Regions from separate parts of the Zea mays genome. Here region 2 is linked to region 1. A link is a contact called in public Hi-C data. All regions are on one chromosome and are shown on one strand. Each heading gives the region's core, a stretch centred on a gene start, on an enhancer-like site or on the middle of the called end of the contact. The rest is flanking DNA. Distances are from core to core; before and after follow the strand shown.

What was found. Hi-C and Micro-C count contacts between places; a contact is called where the count stands out from the background.
Region 2: a contact with region 1 is called in a Hi-C map of ear, with 4 times the contacts expected there. The contact joins the promoter of LOC100381835 here to the promoter of LOC100278581 in region 1. A contact is called at or near these places in 2 of 25 Hi-C or Micro-C datasets (ear and tassel).

What each region holds. Positions count from the first base shown.
Region 1 is chr2:42,143,782-42,148,758 of Zm-B73-REFERENCE-NAM-5.0, forward strand. LOC100278581 reads right to left here and starts at 2,221. Exons shown (of 4, transcript NM_001165648.1): 1 at 1,825-2,221; 2 at 1,466-1,546; 3 at 1,026-1,165. The coding sequence starts at 2,145.
Region 2 is chr2:42,783,548-42,788,262 of Zm-B73-REFERENCE-NAM-5.0, forward strand. LOC100381835 reads right to left here and starts at 2,027. Exons shown (of 4, transcript NM_001174627.1): 1 at 1,863-2,027; 2 at 1-363.

The DNA.
Region 1 (4,977 bases), core at 971-3,470:
TTACAGAACTGCAATAAGAATTTGTACTTGATAATGTTTTTCAGAAAGGAACGTAAGGAGTGATTTAAACATTGGAAACCCAAGTGAGCATATATCAGATACGTCTGTAATTCCTTTTTGCTACAATGCACAGGAGAACTGACTACGTTTGCATAAAAAGAAAGAAAGACAGGTTCAATACAACAACACTAGGCCAGAACACTTGAAACAGAACAAGAACAACCTAAAACAGACAAGTTATACAACAGGCACACTAAACAAAGAAACAGAATTTTGAATGATGTGGTGCCAACACTTTACACTTTTAGGGTGTATAAGGATCGCCTATTTCCATCCATTACAAATCTAGAAATAAAGTGATACAACTGAAAATGCCCAGGCCTAATGAACCAAACAGCTTTCTCAATCTCCATTCAAACATGGTAATGAAAACTAGCCACCAAAAATAGATGTTCTGAATTCTAGAGTTGTATATATAAAAAAGTTTTTCCTTTCTACTTTAAGATTCTGAGGAAAACAATAACTTATATAGAGAACAAATTATAGTTACTTGTTGTGTATACAAGGAACAAAGAATTAACATTGTGTTTGTACCAGACCGGAGCATGGGCCACCCGACCAATGCGACGGGTGGACAAGGTCCATAGTGTTGACCCAGAATGATCCACGGGCCAGGTACTTACCATATTTTTCACCCCAAAACCCGACCCAAAGCCAATAAACCTAACCCAACCCAAAAAAAACTAACCCGACACGCCCGACAAGAAGTCACGGGTTGACCTGACCTGACACTATGCACGGGTCAGTGCAGGCCGTGCCAAACAACCCACGACCTGAACTTGACCCGACTCGACGTTTGAACAGGTTAGTTTGTACTGGCATAGCGGCGAGGTTCCAAAACACACTGCACTTTATAACAGCACATGATATAGCTATCTATTTAGAATCTTGCAAGAAACCTAATCTAGTTTCTGTGTAACATTTTTTAGTTTGTACTTGGGATAGTGCACCTAAAAAGCTATCACCTGTTGATGTACACATATCCCCCCATGAGGCAAGTGCAAAGAAGTCCTACGACGAGCACTGCATCTGGATTGATAGGAGCACGACCTTTCCACCAACCAGTGCTCAGTATCCAAGTGTACATTGTAGAATGCCCATTCTCCTGCAGCAGTATAAGTGTGTAACATGACTCAGTCGGGTAAAATGACACATTCAATCCCAAAGCATCAAAGGGAAAGGTTCATTTGTGATCTGAACAAATTTTACTTCACATGCAGTGCAGAAACATCATGCCAGTTGGATTAGTTGGGTATTTCTAGAACAACTTGGGTCCAACTGTCCAAGATGTCAAGCACACACTTTTAAAGTTGGGACATCAATTCTAAGCTGATACATCCCATGTTCACGAGACATTCCTTGCCGACTTCCGGTTGACAAAAAATCCAAACTACTGAATGCTCACCTCAAACAAGTGATCCAAGAAAAAGTGGGAGAGCGAGCCGGCAGAGATCAGCAAGAAACACTGCCTCTTTCTTAATGGTACCTGCAGCAGCACCAAGCCACCAAGATTAAACAAATCAGGCACGCAACACTAGATTGATACAGAGGCGTCTGGGCTGCGAAGCTACTCAACACTATTCTGCAACAGAGGATTAAGATAACGCGGCATTTGCTAAACTAGAATGGCATTGGCACCAAGTTGCTAGACTCCGAACGCAGCCGTACCGAACAGTAGATTAAAAAAAGTGGGAGGAAGCAAACATAGCAAATCCAACGCGGCGAAAGAAGGATTCATGAGGAATTGGAAATTCCGGCACCCACCCCGGAGGGAGAGTCGAGGACGCCGGCGCGAAGCAGACGGCGGGAGAGCCAGGCGTAGGCCCAGGCGAGCGGGAGGCCGAGGAGGAGCGGGTAGTAGAAGGGGTGGTGCACGGCGGCCATGGCGAGGTCCCCCGCGGCGGAGGCCGAGGGGAGGAAGGAGCAGAGCCACTCGGCGAAGGAGCCGAGGTCCGGGCCGAGGAACGCGTTCGCTGCGTAGACGGCGCAGTGGTGCGGCCCGAAGCGGCGGTCCGGGCCGGCGAGCCGAGACAGCGCCGCACCGCCCGACAGAGCGTACAGCAGGTGCGCTCCTGGCCCCGGCATCCCGCTCCTTGGCCGCTGATGAGCTGGCTCGGTCACCGCCGGCAGACGGAGGCGTGGCGCGCGGTGTGGTGTTTGTTTGGTGGTGGTGGGAGGAGCAGTAGGCGTAGGGCGGCGGACTCGGGACACGATTTTCTGCTTCTCTGGAGGCGGACGACGAGGGTGGGTTCTGGTTTGGTTTTCTTTGCGAGCTTCTCGCCTTCTCCTGTCCGTACTCCGTAGTCGTCTCGCGGTCTCGCCTTCGCGGTTTCCTCTTCTCCCGCTGTCACCGCGAGACGCCCATGTAACGGTTAACGGTCACGTGTTTGGTTGAACAACGACCTGGACTCAACCCTGGTCAGCACTCAGGTTAGCATGTGCTGCAACCTGCAGGTTCTAATGTAACTTGGACCACTAATTGTAGCTGTTAGGATCGCAGGTGGGAACAAAAAGGAGACATAGAGTTTAATATGGAAAGAACTCCTCGAATGTGGAGGAGAAAAAAACCACGGGAAAACAGATCTATTATATGTTGTTCAAGTACAGGATACAAGGGAGACTTATTTATATAGGCAAAGTAGATAAAGATAGGGTCACATGATCTTATCCAACAAGATAGAGATAAGATCACATGATCTTATCCAACAAATATCCCCTTGACGCTAATCTATAAAACTGTTTTCTCAAACACTACTAGGATGCTAAATTTGAATATCAATCAAGTCTAAGGAATCATTAGACTTGGAACTGGAGCACGGCTTCATATCATCAAAATAACCTCTCTTCTGGAACGCAATTGAAACAGCTTCAGCATCAACTGTTGAACATTGCAAGTAATAGAGATTATTCAAACGGTTGCCCTTCAAGATAATACGGTTGCCACGATAAACCTTAAGAACACCATCAATAGCAGCAAAATTGAATCTCATTGCTTCTAAAGTGCTCAAAGAAATAAGATTTCTCTTCAATTTTGGAACAAAACGGACATCGATAAGTTTCTTAATACTGCCATCATGAACTTGGATATAAATAGAGCCGATTCCAATAATCTCACATGTGGATCCATCTCCAATAACATCCTTACCAGCATGAGACTGAACATAATCAGAAAACCAATCTCTATGTGAACAAATATGAAAAGTGCAAGCGGAATCGAGAACCCAAGAAGAGCACTTTTCAACAGAGGCAACAAATACAGTTTCTCCACTATCCAAAGTTTCAACAAAACTGGCTTCAACAGAAGACTTATCCAATTCTTTTTTCTTTCTCTTCTCTTTATTTCTCACCTTAGGGCACTGAGAAATATGATGAGTATTTTTCTGCAATAAGGGCAATAAAGGTTGGATTAATGATTTCCAGATCCTTGAACAATTAAACCTTCACCTTTGGGTTCAGAACGAGAATCAACATCAAATTTTTCTTTGGACAATAAATTTGACTTAACATTCTCAAAGGACAGTGAAGTATGATTACCATAAAACATAATTTCTTTAAAATGCTTAAAAGAAGGGGCAATGAGACTACCAACAAAATTGTCTTATCTTCATCATCTATCTTCACATCAAGGCTCTCAAGGTCCACAATAATTGAATTAAATTTATTAATATGTGACTGAATAGATGTACATTCTGCCATACGAATAATATAAATGCGCTCTTTGAGACGGAGCTTATTAGCAAGACTCTTGGTCATATATAGCTCCTCCAATTTGTTCCACAATTCTACTGCAGATTTTGCATTCATTACTTCACGCAGAACATCAGGAGATAAACTGAGTTGTAAGGCGGACAAAGCTTTTTCATTAAGATCTTCCCATTTATCATCAGTTATATCAGCAGGTCGCGATTGTAACGCTTTTGGTACACATAACTGAGTAAGAACAACCTTTATCTGAATCTGCCAAATAGCAAAACTGATCAACCATCAAACTTCGGAATATCAATTTTAGTCAACATTTATAATCCGAAATAAATAATTTCAGATGAAATAGAAATGTGCAATCTGTTAAGTGCACGTAGCAAAAGGGAAATAAATCAATGATTTGATTCTTGTGTGGAGATTCCAAGAAGCAGCAATGATGATCTCTAGCAGCACTTCACGTGAAATCCCAGGCAGCAGTAGCACTCCACGATTCCCAAACTGATGGCATTCCAAATCACAGTTTTTCCGCCGCCGCCGCCGTTCTTCATTAGATCCGATCCGTAGCCGCTGCTCTCACTTTTCCCGGTTCGGCCGCTGATTTATCACTAGATCTGTTGTCCCCGCCAATTCATACCAATTGTTAGGATCACAGGTGCAAAAAAGTAGACATAGAGTTTAATGTGAAAAAAAACTCCTCCAATGTGGAGGAGAAAAAAACTACGAAAAAACAGATCTATTATATGTTATTCAAGTACAGGATACAAGGGTGACCTATTTATATAGGCAAAAGAGATAAAAATAGGGTCACATAATCTTATCCAACAAGATAGAGATATGGTCACATGATCTTATCCAACAGTAGCAAAAATGTAGCTCTAAGGCTAATGAATTCAAACAGGACGTAATACTAATGTGTATTGGCGCCTTTTTGTCACCAAACACTATAATGAATCGTCTGGAGTTACTTGGCACCTTTAGATGATGTAGGGTCAAATAAAGTGGTTATCCTAAATGTGGGGCAATACGTCTATGATAGTCACCATCTATTTGGGACCAAACAGTAACGAACCTAGGACCTTCTCGTGATGAGCAATACCTTGGGTTCGGCTTCGCAAGGTGAGCAGTGGCGGTGGTCTGCGATGGATCGTCTGTCAGTGCTCGCTGCGGAGGCGCGGACGGTCCGCAGTTTGGGCCGGACGATCCGCAACCTGGGGG
Region 2 (4,715 bases), core at 777-3,276, 640 kb after region 1:
CATGCAGTGTTCTTAAGGCGTCGCTAGGCGGCGCCTAGGCGTCCAGGCGCCCGGGCAAAACTGGTCGCCTTGCTCGCCATACCCGCCTAGGCGCCGCCTAGGCGCTAAGGCGGTTTTCTGGTTTACTTGCTCGCCTAGGCGCCTTAAGAACACTGGTCTCATGTTCCTGGATTTGCATTTTACTAAACTTTGCTTCAAGGTACCGTACATTGAAATCCCTAACAATTTTCCTCCACCCCTCTGTTCTCCAACCGTTTTGGGTACGATAATGTGAAGTGTTGTTCTCATGAAGTATATCAACAAGACCCTTTTCGTACTTCATCATCCATCTTGGCCTATTTGCCATTTAATCCTGCAATAGGCCTATAAAGAAAACTGCGATAGGTCAGAAAAAACATCTATTGTATTTCTCTGACAAGCCATGAGGGGCTAAAACTAAATGGACAAAATGTTAAAGGCAAAGAAAAGACCCAGCTTCCATTCAGTACTGAAATTATAACGCAAGCACAGTTCAACCATAACACTTCTATATCAAGTCAATGACGGTTACATGTCATTCTTGTTGGAATAAGTCACTATTGGTACCAGGACAGCTAACATATAAACCAGAACGTAACAGTAGCACCCTAAAAGTGAAGGAAGCATGGCTGCATGGGTGCATGACAGAGTGCGATGTTAACATATCTTTCCGTGCCATACATTATCATACTGTGAACAAAAATGTACAAAAGAAAATTCAACTGATGTCTCATCCAAAACCTACTAACATTCTAGACCATACATTTAGCATTGCATGCATGATGCTATGGAAAAATAAACCTAAAACGATATTTTTTTTCCTAAAGATACATTTAGAATCTTAATGTGAAACCAGCCGCTCTTATTGGTGATCTACAAGAACAAGTGTATCTTCAACAAACAGTGTGTTTGATGAAAGAAGGCCAAGTACATAAGCTGGTATAGACTTAGAAAAAATCTTACTGACTTTGCCAAGCACCGAGAGCATGGTTTTTCGACGTGTATTTAGCAAACTCTGGCTTTGAGAAAATGCCAACTAGGATTGCTGCATATAGGATATGCAAAGGGATCGAGATTTCCATTTGGGAGTTCAACTTGATGACATGATCGTCACAGGTACTAGCACTGTGTACTGCTAAGATAAAAGCTTCAACAACAGGTGATGCAGAAAAGTGTATAGATGTTTCTTCTCCAATTTATTTTATAGGGAAATTGGAAATGGAGCTACAAGCCTATTCGCTTGCACGCTTGCACTGCTTGCATAGCAGTTATTGCCTTTGGGGCTAGCTTCAACCCATACAAAGATTTTAATAATTTACCCACCTTGTCCTCTTATCCAGTTATTACAAATTCTATCGATATAGATTTTCCCGTCTAACTTTCGAAAAGCTGTATGAGAAGTATTGCTGTTTGCAAGACAGAAATTCAGACCACAGGGAATAAATTCGAGCAGCATAGCTACATAGGCAAGGCATTGGAAGCGTCGAAGCACAAATCTTATACTACACCTGCTACTGAACAGCAACAGAGGGAGATCCGCATGAACACACTCTCCCAGTTCATAAGCCCGAGACGAAATTAATCGAACAAGTTGTATATGGCACGACCGCACAAACAAAACCACATCCAGCAACCACTGCTTCGACATCACCAACGAGCGCGGAGCGAGACACCGCCTCGACGGCAGACGCTTATCAGCATCCCCGCGTCGAATCCGGAAACTCACCGGATCGAGTCGCACACGCACTAAGCCACGTGAACCCCGGCGGATTCAAACCCGCCCGGAAGGCACCTAAACGGCGAAGAGCAGGGACAAGACAAAGGTGGGAGCAGGTTGTAGTTACCTCCGCGCTGAGCCCGCAGAAACCAGAAGAAGCCACACTGCCACAGCACCGCTGTGGCGGGGCCGCGAGCCGCCGGTCGCCTCGAGCTCAACGGCGTCGATGCCTCCGTGCCGCGGCTCCCGAGCGCTGCTCCGGCCCGTAGGCCGTAAGGCACCCCCACGGTTGGGTTGGTGGCGGAACCCGGCTGTTCGGTATACCCGTGATCTGTCCCCACTCTCCAGCCAAACGGGATGCTAATCACATCCAACTAAGGTCTTGTTCGTTTGTTTAGTATTGATGGATCGACATGATTCCTAATTAGATTGTTTCTCTAATTTATATAAACTTTGATTAGTTGGAACGATTCTGGGTTAAATCCGACATAAACGAATAAGGCCTAAACATGAGGTGCCTGACGTGCTTGGAATTGGTTGTTTCTGTTTGGGAAGGAGAAATCCAAATTGAAGCCACGGGAAAAATACTAGGAATGAGGGAAAAATACTAGGAACCAGATAATTGTATTCATATAGTGAAAGTTAGGCTATGGACTGAAAATAACCTAACTTTCACTAAAAGAATACAACTGCATAGGGTGAAAAGTATGGTGCTGCTACATGAATACATGATACACTGTCAACAATATATAATGCTATACTTATATGTTTTAACTATTTAACTAGTGTGATGTTGTGTCTATAAGAATGGATTGAAACATTCGGACTACTCCAGCTGCAATCTATAGAGACAAAACACTATATATAAACAATAGAAGTCGTTTCGGATTAAAGTCAAGCGAACAATTTGATCATCTTTTTATGCCACGACCTAAGATATCTTGCCAAAGTAAGATTTCTTTTTCTCCTTCCTATTAAATACCTTGTCACATCGACAAAAAAATTATATGTCATCTTATTAATGAGTATGATACTACTCATTAGGAATATCATTATCATGCATATCATATAAGGAGGTTTGAAATAGAGACAAAACACATAAACAATAGAAGTCGTTTCGGATTAAAGCCAAACGAACAATTTGATCATCTTTTTATGCCACAACCTAAGATATCTTGCCAAAGTAAGTTTTCTTTTCTCCTTCCTATTAAATACCTTGTCACATCAACAAAAAAAATTATATGTCATCTTATTAATGAGTATGATACTACTCATTAGGAATATCATCTTAGGAATATCATTATCGTGCATATCATATAAGGAGGTTTGAAATAGAGACAAAACACTATATAAACAATAGAAGTCGTTTTGGATTAAAGCCAAGCGAACAATTTGATCATCTTTTTATGCCACAACCTAAGATATCTTGCCAAAGTAAGATTTCTTTTCTCCTTCCTATTAAATACCTTGTCACATCAACAAAAAAAATTATATGTCATCTTATTAATGAGTATGATACTACTCATTAGGAATATCATTATCGTGCATATCATATAAGGAGGTTTGAAACTATGATGAAATAGTCTCACACAATGCATAGTGTCATCTGGTCTCAAAGGCAAACGATTCAACCAGTCGACGTGGTCATTACCGATTGTGTTGGAATCAGGTTCGTTGGTACTGATTAGTCGGTATTAACCATCACATTGAAGCCCGTGAAATTACTGGCTAGGTGTGGTTTGTACCGATCGTCTGTTGCTAATATGACGTCTCGAGATTGGATGACACCATTTTATCGGATTAAATATTAAAAAAAATAAAAATTTGTAGAATCCACCCTATAAAATGGAATTTGTAGGTGGGGTGCTTGGGTTCATTCACACCCCACCCTCCTATTCACAAGCATTGCCCTCCATTTGTCGCCTTCCGCTGTTTGTTTCACTATGGATCCAAGGTGTGGTGCTAACTTTTCACATACTCGATCAACCTCTGTAACTTCCTAAGGTCCTTGCTGGTGCGGGACATGTCTTGTTCGACGATCTTTCTTTCATCCATCATCGACGAGAGAATGTTCCCTTTTGTCCCTGTCCTCTGACTCCGCAACCTCTATTTCCTTATTCATATCCTCCTCTATATCCACGTTGTGTCGATGCCCCTCCTCCCTTTCTGAAACTCCTATGACCGACGTTCCTCCTTCCACATAAACTCTTTCCATCAATACTCACACCATAGAATCATTCTAACTGTAGTTCAATAAGTAGTAACAAGAACATGTAAAAATTATCAGATCTCGTTGTTTGGGAAGGCTATATCAGACCTTGTCAACGTAAGGTATAAGGTATTGCAAGGATCCTAACGACTGCCTACAAAATTGGATGTTGTGGCCATTATTCATTGTATAAATGGTTCCCTTTTTACCAAATCAAATCCATTTTCAGTGTCTTTTCATGTAGAAGAGTCTGCTAGAAAGAATATTACGGTGATCTATGAGGATAATATTTTGCCTTTAGCCGTCTCATGCATATACTATCAAAGAACTTTAACAGGCACCATGCTTGCCTAACAAGAAGAGCTTAGTTGAGGAGGCTACGTCTAAAAAACATATATCACCTCTTAGGTAGCTTCGGTTCGGTAATTTTGTGTCCTAGGAAAGCCAATGGTTTTTCCTTCTTCCATGCTCATCTCCCCACCAAAAGCTTTTTATCATACAAGTGTCTAACGTGTGCGCTGTGGGTGGTGTTTTTTTAATCATATTAAAGTGTATAAACTAAACATTAGTAGAAATATTTCGACAAGCTAACCAAAACATATTGGGCTTCACAGGAAAGGTACATTCATTGATGAAATTAGGAGCTATCAATGATTCCGCAAACAAAACCTGCTACCTGCAAAACAGTTTACTCAACAGGCTAGAGATACACTACGGAAATCCTGCTATTTGCCGAGTGCTCCATGTAAACATAATAGGAAAGCAATAGCT